Linked DNA regions of Gasterosteus aculeatus: region 1 is linked to region 2. A link is a contact called in public Hi-C data. All regions are on one chromosome and are shown on one strand. Each heading gives the region's core, a stretch centred on a gene start, on an enhancer-like site or on the middle of the called end of the contact. The rest is flanking DNA. Distances are from core to core; before and after follow the strand shown.

Region 1 (7,210 bases), core at 1,640-4,139, 82 kb after region 2:
AAATCAGGAAAAACTATTCTAAAGAGGCTAATAAACCAGTTTGTAAATGTCTAACGGGGAATCTGCAACAGGTACGGGCGAGAGAGAGAAAGAGTTCTCTACAAAATGAGAGACGGAGACAGTATTTTTCCGCTCACCTGTAGATAAAAATATTCACAGACTTTAATCCATAAGAAGTTTCTCACAACGAGGCTTCTGGATAATCTTGAGTAAACAGGGCTTAATTTCTGAAAAGAGACATCACTGTTGAGCTTTTCAAAATGTATTTTTGGGGCGCTTTAAGCCGAGTGCCATAGCGTCCACGGTGTGCATCTGGAGAGATGGCAGACGTCTCCAAGACTAGGCAACCCGCACAATGTATTTGGGGGTGAACAGTCCCTTTAACTCACAGCTAACCCAGTAACTCATGCACGTTATATCTCCAGATACAGAAGGCATGTGGAGATGTGAACACCAAGCTGTGCTCTCTGTTGGACTACAGAAGAAAACATCTTCCCTCTGTGGTAGCTTTTCCCTCAAGAGACACAACGGGGGAACACTAATGACAACTGTAGCCCCTGTCTGCTGGGATGACGCATCCAAAGCATAATGTTTCCATCCAAAACAAGTTAATAGACATAGAAATGATACAATTGTCAGGCTGTAGCTTCTGGCTCTTTCTATTCTATTCTATTCCCTCTCTCAGTGGTGGTGGCGGCTCATGTAGCATCAGTTGGCGCTTCTCCGTCACCCTAAGGTTGGACAACTCGGCCTTGCAAAGCCACACGCACAAACACACAAACACACACAATACACACCAAAAAATAGTGTTTAACCCTTTAAAGGGAGTTTATGCGGCGGGCGGCGGGATGTAAGGGGTCCCGGGGGCCGCGGGAAGCTGGTTGACAGCGTGACTGGCTGGTGGGACTGACTGGCGTACAGGACTGTGTGAAGGCCCGCGAGGCGATAGGGGACGACAGCCCTTCTTTAAAAGGTCATGAGCGCAGATGCGCTGTGTGTTTTAACAGTGAGACGCATTTGGACAAACCGGCGTTGACGCAGCGTGACTAGGTACCGACACAACTGATCCCCGGCCCGCGTTACGTCACCGCGTTACTAATTCATACTCCAGTCCTTGCAGGAACATTGCATTCATTTCATAAACGATGCCCATAAGTGTTATAATGTAAACTCACTAATGAGTCCCTGCTGGACTATTACAGTGATATCACAGAGGGTTCTCCTCCTGACCAGAAACAGACTCAAACATAACCGGTAATTAGCGGGACTTTGTGCTGTCGAGATGCCGGCAGGTGGGACAAATAGTCCTACCGGATGAAGCGAGTGAGTCACTGTCAAACGCGCGGAGGAGACAGATGATACAGTGCACGGTTTTGAGTGAGCGACTGAGCGCGGAGGCCACAGTGTATCATGCTACATCAAAGCCGGTTATCTACTGGTTGCATGGCGGCTGAGGAGTAGGCTTTACTTGAAGGGCTGGCAGCTTTTGTGAAGTGGAAGCTTGCCAGGAATAAATGTGTCCAATTTCTTTTGGGTAGCCTAACGACTCGGGAGACCACGCAGGCAAAAAGCTCAAATTTAGAGAATTTTGATTGCAGGAATGAGGTTGGGAAATTAATCACACGCTGCACAGAAGCCTACTGAATAGTTTCGCGTGTAGGCTTCAGGCCACTGGGAGCGGTCAGGGGAGTCTCCAAATACCCCTTTGGGATCTTACGGAGCCAACTCTTAAGTGTTAAAACATGGCATGTGCTTCCGAATGGACACAGTTCCCCGGGCTGTCTTTAACCCAATTTATTCACTGTGCCGGGGCTGTATGTTTGGCTTTGACACCACAATCACATCCATCTTGACCTGTGTGTGTGTGCGTGTGTGTGTGTGTGTCTTGTGCTGCCACTATCAATAAAGCCGTTTGTGTTTTTCAGAAAAAACAGATGACAATCTGATGCTGAGCCATGCAGCTACTGTACTTGGCTTAAAATACCAAATGGACCGTGACAGGCATTAGCTCCAAACCCTGCCACCCATGCACCCTCGCAGCCTCTATCTTGGGGAAGGATTTGCATTGCTGCGCTTTCGTTTTGCACCGCGGTGAAATGAACACCGCTGAGTTCGGATTTCCCTGCTCGGCTCCGGCACAAAACACCCGAAGTCCGCGTTCAATTCGACCGGCGCAATGTGGCTCGCGTCCTCGGCCAGCGCGCATCCGTGAGGCTTAAGACGTCCTCTCGCTTCCCACGCGAGGGAGCCTCCATTCAAGTGACACCAGTCACACGTGAATTCATTTTCCCGAGGCCCGGCCGTGCGCTCTTCTGCCACAAGAGCGCAAACCAAGGGGGGATGTTTTGACCCGTCTGCCAACCTCTTGTCGGGCTTCTTTTTTTTTTCTTTCTCCGTGGATATGACATGACTAACATCGGCGGCGCATCTGTCTCACCGGCTGCTGTATGTGGCGAGACGTCCCCTTCCCTGGCGGAGGAAGATGCTGCTGCTGCCGCGGCGGCTGCTGCTGCTGCTGCTGCTGGAGTCCGTGCTGGAAATAGTCGCTGCCAGCGGCTTTGTTGCCCGCCACCCGGTCCCTCTTCTGCCGCGCGGTGGAGCCTCCGTTCTCCCTCTCTTCGCCGGAGTCGAGGCTGCTGAAGTTCCACACTATCAGAGTCTGGACCAGCAGCACCGTGAGGGCGACTATCAGGGCGGACCGCGACCGGCGGGCCAACCTGCGAGCGCACACGCCGCCGACCATCTTCGCACCGTGGCGCACGGACGCTGGAGGACCGTCTGTGGCTGTGCGCAGCGCGACGGGAGGAAGGAGTGGAAGTAGGGGAGGGAGGACGGGGAAGAGGAGGAGGAGGAGGAGGGGGGAGTGAGGCTGAGCTGACGGTGGCGGAGAAGGAGCGGCACAGGGCCACCGTGTGGCGGTACTCATTGTGAGAGTCTTTGTGATGCGCCAGGCTGCTCTTCTGTCTGCTCTTCTATAGCCGAGGGGGGGGGGAGACCGTGCATTTCCCTCCATCCAAGAGGACCCTCACTACGACTCGCAAATGTCCTCATTTGCAATGCTTAAAACAGATGATTACAAGGCAGAGAGCAGCAGAATTATGAGGCCTCCAGGGGTCCACAGGGGCAGAATGCTGGGTCTCTTGATGTTATGTTGCCCCAAGCACCTTCTGACTAATTCACACGCAGATTGTTTCCGTTTAACACCCGACTGGTGGCATTTCAACTGGCTCTTTAGTAACTGAAATCCAAGAGAAGAATGTACTTTTTGTTCCCCGCCGTGCGGTGGAGCTGGTATGAATTCAGAGACACTGCCCGGGTTTGCCTGCATTTGTTCTCGCAGCTAACTGTGAGGCGGAGCGGTTCCCTCCCAATGCTCAGAGCTAAAATTGAAATTCCTCTGCAATCCCAGGAGTAAAACTGTGCTGTGTTTGGTTTTTCTTGTTGTTGTTTTTTTACCACTCCAACATCCCCCAAGCCAAGAGTGCAGAGCTTTCAAACATTATCTGTACATAGTGGCCAAACCACATCTTCGCCACGTTCAAGTCTGTCACATGATGCCTGTGGGCCTGAAAATACTTTCCCATAGATTTACATCTGGTAATGTCGGTACTTCAGCAAATTCAATTGTTGTATCCAGTATACATCCACAACATCCCTATATCAAATATTTGATCAGAGCGAAATAGGCTGTAATATTTAAACATAGAAAACATGGCTCCTTCACCATCATTTCTGTGGTGGTCCCAGTGCACCTACTGGGAAGTGCAAAAAGAAATGCAAATCTAAACCTGTGACTCAAGTACTGAATCTAACCTGAGTTAGAATAAGAACTGAAGTGATGTCACCCAAAACTGCCTCCTCTCGAGCACTGAATCAGCAAATTGCCTCCAAAGGTCATGAGTGAGGCCTGCAACACACATCGTGTTTTAGTGCACACCTCTGAAAGCACACTCATCCCGCACTTCATCCAGCGTTACATATACTTCAATATATTGCTAATACAATGGACAGACTGCATGATGACACATTTTCCAATGAAAAGGATTGTTTTCAGACCTGCTGTTTAGAACACTTTCAAAACTTGATGAAACTTGCTTTTCAAAATCAACAACTGTATATACATGAGTGTGTGCGCGTCTGGGGTATCAATCTGTGAATTAATATTAGAACGTCCTATTGTGTTTATATGATGGAGTCTTATGGAAATGCGTGTGATAAGGAGCTTAACCGTTTGCCGCACCAATATCATAATAAAAATGAGGTTTAATTATAACACCACATCAGTGTTAAAAAAAATGATTCCACTAAATGCAGGACATAATAATAACAAATGTAAGCAGTAAACATGAAGGCTGCCATCCTTATGAAAACATCCATATCTCATCGGAAATCATTAACCTTTAACAACGTTCTACCATTGTTGTTCATCAGCAATACACTGATTCTAGACGCAGATTCTACAAAGAAGGCAACAAGTGCCAGCAAATCAGTTTGGTGGGAAAAAACGCTCAAACTACCACATCAAGCCACGCCAACGGCTGTGAGAGAGTTCATTTGTCGTGCAGATGAGTTAGCCCTTCAACACTTGGGCTATTCATTAAGTTTCTTGTCAAACAGTTTAAACTCTGTTTAACAATTATTGCAGGTTGACTTTTAAGTTACATGCCACCATTGCCAAAGGTTCCCCACCCCCTGCGGCGAGGGACACAGAGCAACGTTAGCGTTCATCAGCATTCATTTGGATTCATCCTGGTGAATTAAGTCAAACATTCACACTGTTTAGCTCTACTCGGGTCTCCAACCTCCAACTTCTTTTCTGGCTCTCAGGCAGCTAAATGTTCCACTGTGTTCAAAGGGTTATCACCAAGTGGGTGAAGCCTGAGCACACTAAACCAACCCCCCCCCGCGAGGACACCATTGTTCTTCCCTCCACCCTGGCTGTGATATTTATTTAAAGGCTTTGAGCATGCTAATGTGAAAGCTCCAACTACTGTTTCAAACGCCGGCATTGGTTGGCCTTCCCAGTCAAATAAGACTTGTGTGTGATGTTAAGGTCACGGTTTCATTTACATTCAAGCAAGAACTGAAAGCTCTTAATAAAATTGCTGTAATGTTGCTGAGATCTGACACTCCAGGGACGGTTACATCAGACTCTTTGTTGATAAGTGAATGAAACCCACATTGAGGCATTTATCATGTTTATTCTGTTGTGTTGAACAAGTAAATGAGCTTTGGGCTAAAGTCTGCAGATGGTATAAATGACTATTAGCAAACAAAAAAGCCAAATTGAAATAGATTTGAATGAACCTCAGGAGAAACACTTTGAATTGATGTGCTCGCTGTTGTGTCCTTTGCTGACTCTGTTCCCCGTGAATTGCAATTCAACGTTCAGAAAGCTTCCACACAGACAACATGTGTAGCATTATTTACACTAAAGAAAGACAATACGGTCAACACTTAATTGAATAGTGCTGAAAAAACACACACTGACACCCTCATAAAAGCTGTTCCCGGTCAAAGCCGTTGTTGCTCTGTTTGTTTCTGAGCAACAAGCAACCGAGGTGAAAAAATAAGATTGTAGTCCTGACACGGACAGCAGATGCAGCTTTCTGACACTTTGATAGCTGGTTACATGTTGAATGACAGGGAAAATAACGTAATTGGGGGACAAAAACAAGAAAATTGCTAGATGTGACACCAGACAAAGTTTAGCATATGTGAAGCCTTGAGCTGGGAAGTGAATTATATACTGTAGTGGCTGCTGAAACACAGAAAACTAAGTTGTTATTAAAAGAGCCGTTCTGTGGTTTTTCATCTCCAGCCATTTCTCAGCTGACACGCAGACAAAGCACTAAAAGCAAAGCTCAAAACAAACTGCTCTGCAGGAGACAAAGGCAGATATTTCTGTCAGAGTGCGCTGACCTTGTGGTTCTCAAATCGACAAGGCAATTAGACACTCCTCTCATTGGCAGAATTACTTTTGGGCTTCTAACAATAGCTGTTCATTTAAAGCTTAACTGTGTGTTAAGCGTATCCCTGTACTCTCACCCCCCCCCCATATCAAACAATTTTAAACAATAGGCAAATGAGAATGGCTGTTCTAACTTCAGACAAAATGAGGGGGGAGAAATTTCTTTGTGTCAACAGTTTTTCTGGCCATCGCATGGGAATATATAATAATATATATATATATATAATAATATTGTTGGATTGTAGCACTTCTTCCAAAAGGTTGGGAAGAGAGTCTGAGATAGGAGGAGAGGGACAGACAGACAGACAGACAGACAGACAGGCAGACAGACATGGAGAGACAGAGACAGAGAACCTGCCAACAAATGAAATGTAGTTGCCAATTAAGGTACAGATAGACAGTATGAGGCAGGAGATGCATGTGCTGCCATAAATGAGAGCAAAATGAAAGAGGAGCGAGATAAGGAACAGATACAAGACAAAACTAGATGTAATTGGAAAAAAGGGGCAGAAAGACAGAAACGAGAAAGTACGAGAAAATACGAAACGTAATCAACGCGTGGCAAGCTCGCTGAAATTAGTAAAGAGCCCACAGGTGATGGATGAGGGCACAGTCGGAGAAAGACAGAGGGCCGGAAAACCAAAAGCATTTATGAACTCAATGTGAGGAGATTACAAAACTGAGAAAAAAAAAAAAAAGAAAGCAAGACGGAAGAGCCAGCTCCTCTGGCAGCAGCGCCGTGTCTTCGCCTCTCATTAGCTCCGGCTCTGTTGCTTAGGGGACCGAGTGGGCCGACTGTCGCTACGACAATGGTTACCATCCCCTGCGGCAACAAATGCTGATTTTAATTAGACCCGACCCCTTTGTCACTCAGACAGACGGACGCGCGCGCAGGCTGACCAGAGTAGCTCCCTGCATGATTCAATGCAGCGTGCGGCCTCGTCCTCAGGAGCGCGAGACGGTGAGGTAGATGGCGAGACAGATGAGCGGCCAGCTGGTGGAGTGAGTCTGGGACAGGAGAAAGAGAGAGAGAGGGAGGAACCCAGGGTGGGCTGTGCACAACATGTCTGCAGCCTGAGGCGTCCCGCTGGAAGGACACCACAGAGCGCTCAGTGTTTTATGTAATCAGGCAGCGTGCTGACTGTAGTGGGGTAGAACACGGCGAATCACAGCAGCGGACAGGTGTCCTTGACGGCGATGCCCCAGGGGAGCAGAGAGAGACTTTTTTTCCTCTCACCG
Region 2 (7,069 bases), core at 3,818-6,317:
ACATTGGTGAGTTTGAGATAATTGATGACCACAGGGCTGGAAAAATTGTCGTCAATCTCACAGGCAGGCTGAACAAGGTAAAGGTCTTTTCCTTTCTTCCAATGCTACCGTTTAATGGCAATGTTTGAATTTACTAACGAGTGTTTTTGTGTCTTTCAGTGCGGAGTGATCAGCCCACGTTTTGATCTCCAGCTCAAGGATCTGGAGAAGTGGCAGAACAACCTGTTGCCATCAAGACAGTTTGGGTAAGAATCTTGTTCACAAACGTGTGTGTGTGTGTGTAATATATATCAATACATACTATATGACGCAGGCAAATCACATAAACCAAACAAACCCAGTCTGAATCGTGTCAGTGGGGAAATGCTGAACCCACTGGACCGTCAAGTCCAATCTCGCTCTTTATCGGTTAGTAACTGCTGCTTTCGCCTGATGGTCCTATTGTTATTTCAGTGTTCCCCGATGATATAAAAGCTGGTGTTCATGATGTTGTGCTCTCAAACTCAATTTGCTGCATGATGTATTTTTCATGTATCAACACGTCATTTTTTAAAATTGAGATCTAAACAATGTTTTGTATACTGAGATAACTAATGTAGTTTTATCTTCACTGGTCGTCAAAGCCTCAACCGTTCACAAAAGCAGTGATCTTATCCAAGAACAGGGAGGCCGCTCTATTGATCTGCTAGTTTACCGCGTTTACTCCTTTTAAAATCGTGCAGGTTCTCCTAACTTGGAGTAAGTGGATTGTAGCGAAGTTACTATGAGTAACATTAATACACTGATATTAAAGACACTTGTATTCATAATGAATGTGTGAAAAAAGCATTGCATCGTTGTCATGCAGAAATTGTCACGTGTAGGAAAATGGTTGTAGGCGGGCGCGTGGGAAACATTTTGATATTTGTATTTAGACCAAAATGTGAATACTAATTTTCTAAATTGTGAAGTTACAGAATAATCTGTGCAGTCATTCTGAACTTAAGTATTTGACAAATGGTGAAGTTCAAGAAATGCTTATTTCATAAAATTGTCCTGATGTGAACTTCAGGGACATTTGGAGCAGCTTTGACAAGCGCCGAATGTGTTAAAACATCAACTGGCTGTGTTGCCGCAATGAGAACATTGTCCTGGCCACTCAATATTTCTTCTCTGGCTGTTTTAGAACAACCAATGCTGCAGTTAGATGACCGAAAATCGAGGCATAACTGATGGGAATAATTTCTGACGCATTGCATATTGTACAGTATCTGCAGGCGGCTCGCTGTGTTGATGCAGGGGCTACTAAAAATGAAACAATGGGGGGGAAATATGTTGAAGCTGATTACTAATTTGTCTGACCAGTTACCATTACGCTGCCGAAGCTTTTATGTTGGTGTAGAACTAAACCATCACCACCAGCTGGTACTTGTTTAAAGTGTAGATTGTTAATAGTTTTATTCATTTATTTATTTTGCAGTTTTGAGAATCACTCAAGGCTGTTAGATTTTACATCTACCTGATCTTTTAATACTGGTCCCACCACTCCGTGTCGTTTCCTACAGTTGAAATAAAAGGCCCTAAAGTAGGTTTTCATAGCAGTTGCTCCTCGGGTAAACTTAAAAATCAATTAGTAAACACAATTCATTAAATTGCTGAATGTGAAGGTATTTTGTGGCTTTTAAGTATGTCCGGTGTAAGATGACTTGGAAGGCCCATTTATCTTGCTCCTTTTAAAATAAAGACATTTAGTCAAATGGCTTGTTTTCATTTTGTCCGATAATTGTGGTCTTTACGAAAGATGAAGTTTCCTGATTGGTAACCTTCTGACTTGTTTCCACAGATACATTGTGCTGACCACCTCAGCTGGCATCATGGACCACGAAGAGGCCAGACGGAAACACACAGGAGGCAAAATCCTTGGATTCTTTTTCTAAAATGTAAAGAACTGCAAATAAAAAATGACACGTTAACACTTGACGTCTGCTGTGACTTATTTCATAAGCGCTGACATGGGAGCCAAAGAACGCCAACAGAAATCGCTTCATCACACAAGTCAAAACAATTCTTCAACCTGTGCAGTTTAGAAAGTTTCTGGATGTATTTTCTCCTGGTATTTCCACGATGCCGTAGGATCGCCTTTCCTGTTCTCTACTCAAATCCTGGGTGACATGACTGGGGGCGATTGGTTATAAAGACAGCATAAAACCGCTGGCTATTATAACAGGGCAGCACCTTGCAGATTCTGATTGGCCAACAGTGCTGTCAATCACATCTTGGTTTGCTCTTAACTCAAAAATACTGGCGGCCATTGGTCAGAACGATGGTTTGATTGAGTAGCATGCCTTGCACCACAATTGTCCTGGAGAGTCACATATGGGCACACAAGATAAATGGTTACTTCAATAAGGCAACATGTTGACCGGATGTTTGTGTGGTAGCGTATCAAATGTGTGTGCGTGCTCACAGCTCCCCTCGTAATGAGAAATTCAAAAAGCAGTAAAAACTTTCATCCAGTTTTTAAGTGTCCCGCTGAACGCAGCAGACCACCACGCAAATGTCCAGAGACCACAAACTTCAAGTGGTCGGTATTTTTTTTTTTTTATATGACTGCGGCGCGTTCCTCAGCGGTGCCTCCACAGACCAAGAGGAGGTGCTCTGACTCCAGACCAACATCCACTGCCCCCCCTTCCCCCGCAAGCATTAAGCCACATCAGCCTTACAACTGAGCCAGGCCCGTGCGGAGGCCTGGCTCGTCCCCCGGCCATCCTCTCATCACTGTGACCTTCTGCCGGCGTCCTCTGTGTATTTTGTCTCGTCGTCTGGAGTCTCGCCGCTGATCTCCCATTCGCCTGTGAAGAGGTAACAGCCTGCTAATGCAACATCTCTGTCCAGCTAAGAGCCTTACACATGCTGCCTGCCGGCCTCATGGGTCTGCAGCACTCAAGCGCTGCCTTGTAAAAAATGGAAAACTGTTATACGGCTGCTGTTTTTTGGAAATCGGGAACATGAGCCAGGACCCGACGCTGCGAGACATCAGAGGGGCACTCGTGCTCCGTTCCAGACATCATTTTGACAATAATACATCTGGGGTCAGCTGTCTTGGCAGCAACAAATGAAGCCCTTGATCGGGCAGCCTGTAAACACTTGGACAGCACTGTGATAGGTTTCTTAAGTGGGGGAGATTCTGTAAAGTATCAAAGAGCTCAGAGCAAATGAAGCAGAGCCAAACTCTCCCACGGAGCAACTTATTGACTGCTTTGGTCAACGGCTCTGACCGTGAAAGCTTGAAGCCGGTCTGCGACCTTGAAAGCCTCTAATGCCCCATCACTCCCATTTGCGCCGTCTCTTTCTTCACTTTCAACTTTCTTGCAAAGAAATACATTTGAAAAAAGAGCACTTCTGCCAGACTCCAGGGGAAAGATGCTCTCCTGGGGAGAGATTTGTGAAAAGATGCTTTTAAGAACACATTTGTGTTGAACTTTGGATAGTGGCATTTATATACCCTTTCAAAGGAGGGATGTATGATTTAGTGTATTGCTGCTTATCCAGATCACTACGTCCCCTTATCTTACCAGCCAGGAAATGAAAGAACTGAAATATCAAACATAACTCAAAAAATGTAAAATTACAGTGACGATTCCATAAGTATTCCTGCACACTTGTATGTTGCTGCTTTTCTCGTTGTTGTATGGACTGAATAGCCACATTTACCTGAATCTTATTTTTTAAACAGCATTTCCTGCGCTATCGTAGATACTGAAATCTATGAAAGTTTTTAAATAATTAATTTGCAATATTTGTGTTTTTCTTTAGCTGAGTTCAATGAACACCATCTCCCAAGCCAGCCGTGGCTTCTGCCAGCGTTTCAAAAGAAATGAGAACGCCAGAAATGACTAATTATTTTACAAAACACCCAACTGACTGTTTCCTTTCTCTTTGTTGCCATTTTCTCCATAAACTGCAACGGCCACCTGGTCGTTTAACGGCTCAAACACTCATGAAGCAGCAGTGAAAAGCAGCACAAAAGCTTTCTGTGAAGGAGTCACTGGTCTATTTTTACTGATTGGCTGCCCAAATTAAGCTTAGACATTGCAGGGCGAGGACACTTCAGACCCATTTTAGCTGATGGGTTGTGGCCTTAAGAAGCACCAGCAGCACCTCAGCCTCACAGAGTACAGGGACCAAACGGCTTGAGGAGGACGACCTGAGGTCAGGAGGAGCCCATCGGGAGAAAAAGGCCGCACCGGTTCCTGCAAACCTCTCGTTGATTCTGCCACAGTGTCACGCCGTACTTCTGAAGACAACGTGCAGCCGTGCGCACATCTGGGCACCGGGACCCACAGCCAGGCGGCCCGCAGCGCGTTTCTGCAGTACGCACCACATGTCAGCTGGATCCCTGAGGTCGGCCTGAAGGGGTCAGAGCACCGCTGAGGAGGGGAGGAGACGACGCGCCGCTCTCCAAAACAAATAGAATACATTAATACGGAAGGAAAGAAGAAAAAAAGAAAAGCGTGTCGTTTGGCTTGCTTTGATAGAAAGAGCCAGAGGCAGACTGGAAAATAACGTGTTTGATACCATGCTGATATGTTAAATAGTTTCTGATAGGTTGGGATCTGAGCAACTAACTGAAAGAAAGATGGTTGAACAATTCAATTCTGAAGGAATTTAACAAAAAGAATGAAAAGGTCACAAAGAAAACGTAGTCAAGCACATCATATGTTGCTGAATTGAACCAATGCTCTGAAATTCATGTCAGAGTGGGAATGGGAGACGTTTGAAGCTGCGTCTCTCCAGGTGTTGAAACAGTTTTCAGATGATTGTTCCTCTTGCCAAACCCTCCCATTACCGTAGGATGGTACAAAGCCAACGAGAGGGCCGTGGGATGCTTCGGCCTCTTGTCTTCTTTCCCGGCGTGACGTGGATGGACCTCGAGCGAAGCGATTCAGAGCTGTGAATTCCTTGCAGGAAGAAAGCATTTTACAGTTGACACCGAGGTCCTTGTGCAAACATCACCTCCATTACCACGGAAAGCCGAGAGACGGGCCGCTGGAGTCTGGAAACGTATTAGCTGCTCGCTATAATGTCATCAGTCCTCACAGAGCTCCTTTGTCCGGCTGCACTGTGTATAACAGACGCCTAATAGAGGCCTAATACCCGTAGTTCCCCCCCCACGACCACTTGAGGGCAGTATACATACGGTTCATCATCTGCACTCCTCCTCATACGGCCTTCAGGCCGGGCTGGCAAGACTAATTATGATTGATTCGCAGATAACAGAATTAATATTGGAAATTGCAGTAAAAGTTCAAAATGTGGATTCAGTCAAAAGGCCGACGTTTCTTTTATTGCGCTCTGCATTGTCGCCCGCCGCCGTTAATGACTCAGTGAGTCCCAGTCAAATGAGGGAGAAAGACAAAGGCAGTCTGAAAAGTTAAAGTGAATGTGCAAAGTGAATTCGGGTGAATATCTTTATATATCTATTTTTTTTTGAATAATCAAATAAAGGCAGGGGAAATCCAACGGAAATGAAATCTGACTGCTTGACGGATTTTGATTTGTTGAGCAAAAAAACACAGCGTTTCTGTCAAACAACAATGTGATGAAATTCAAACAGGGCTGTCTTCCGTCTCAAGCAAACAAAACCTACCAAAAACAACATTAAAGCGATCTCGGCTCAGCAGGTAACACAGTCTCATGCATTGCTGCGCCACACAGCTCACGTTGCCATATGATGCTGCCGATATCATTCTTTGCTTTGCACTTCTACTCCCAGCCATGTGATTTATTCCACCAGCCAACGCAGCTCCGACACGCAGCGTATCTACAAACACCAGAGGAAATTCTGGTATAAATGGTGACCAGCTGAGAATGAAAATGCATCTTTTGTTTAGAGAGAGAGGAGAACCGTTGTATCTTCAAATACGAACATATTTCCAAGGTGAACTACAGGGCTGCGCGTTGCCATATGGTCATTTCCCTGCTACACTTATCTCATGTTTTTCTCTCTCTGCCCTATCTCTCTGTCTGTATGCCTTCTTTACTAAGGGGGAAACCAGGGAGGCAGGGGTGCCGGGTGGGAAGCGTGCATGTGTTGGCGTATTCATGGTGCAGAGGAGTCTGGTGTGCATATGATGAATGAGAGAGTCGGGAAGCAGAGAATTTATGGCTGTGGATGCAGCCATCCATTCTGCCCTGCGAGTCCCTGCCTGTCCTCAAGGGCATCGTGCTCCTCCAGGTCCCATCTCCGGTGGATCACTGGGGATCCTGCTGCGGAGAAGACATCGTTTAGCAGCAGCGACTCTGCTCGGCGTCCCTCTCCGCGCATGTCAAGCAACGGTTAATTAGCAGGCAATGAAAACAAGCTGCTAATGTACATATAATGACATGGAGGCCAAGAGGTGCCGTTATTAATTATTCCTCTCATTTGTCCGCTGTAGATCACCTTGAGCATTATGCTCCGGTTTCGACCTCCTATGTGGATGATGCACAGTGAGGCCGCGGCAAATCCACAGCCTAAGAAGTGATTACTGTTACGGCTTGAATAATAAAGCAGTAAGTATGTAATGTTACTTGGCGTTATATCCAACACATTTCATATCAACAGACCCCAATACTCACAACTGATCAAAATAAGTGCTTTCAATTGCATTTTAAAATGACCCGAGGGAATTTATTCTGGAACGACCATAAAGCCTTTCAAAGTTCCCTGATCTTAGTGTCTTCTGGTCTGCTGCAGTTTGCATAGAGTTATAGAGGCTAGAGGCTAATAAACCTTCTGGACGGAACCTCTCTGAACTCTGTTGTTGTTTATTCGGGAGGGCTGCCCTTCCAGTTCTGGGAGACGTCTCGCTCTCGTCTCTATTAATATTGAATGATTTCACTTAGGACGAGGCAGCGGAGACTTGAGGCCTTTACGTATCTGGTCACATCTACGTATCTGGTCTACTAAAGTAAAATGGTCTCCTGTGTCAATGTGCTTCCATCCAACCAGCCCCACCTCGACCTCCTCCCTAAAAACTTCTCCAATGTTAGAACCACATCTCACCTTAGCTGCTCTCAGGTTTTAGTTCACTAAGCCATCAGAGGT

Evidence for each region. Hi-C and Micro-C count contacts between places; a contact is called where the count stands out from the background.
Region 1: a Hi-C map of tail fin shows a contact between it and region 2, with 2.8 times the contacts expected there. The contact joins the promoter of xylt1 here to the enhancer-like site in region 2. A contact is called at or near these places in 2 of 6 Hi-C or Micro-C datasets (skeletal muscle and tail fin).

Annotation. Positions count from the first base shown.
Region 1 is chr9:7,180,531-7,187,740 of fGasAcu3.hap1.1, forward strand. It overlaps xylt1 (xylosyltransferase I), which reads right to left and starts at 2,890. Exons shown (of 11, transcript XM_040185777.2): 1 at 2,438-2,890. The coding sequence starts at 2,743.
Region 2 is chr9:7,096,719-7,103,787 of fGasAcu3.hap1.1, forward strand. It overlaps rps15a (ribosomal protein S15a), which reads left to right. Exons shown (of 5, transcript XM_040185939.2): 3 at 1-77; 4 at 160-245; 5 at 1,823-1,952. The coding sequence ends at 1,916. Among protein-coding and RNA genes, the nearest start is that of rps15a, 5.0 kb to the left of the region's middle. Within about 2 kb of position 5,068, at least 1 of the 9 cell types and tissues checked has open chromatin away from gene starts, as enhancers often do.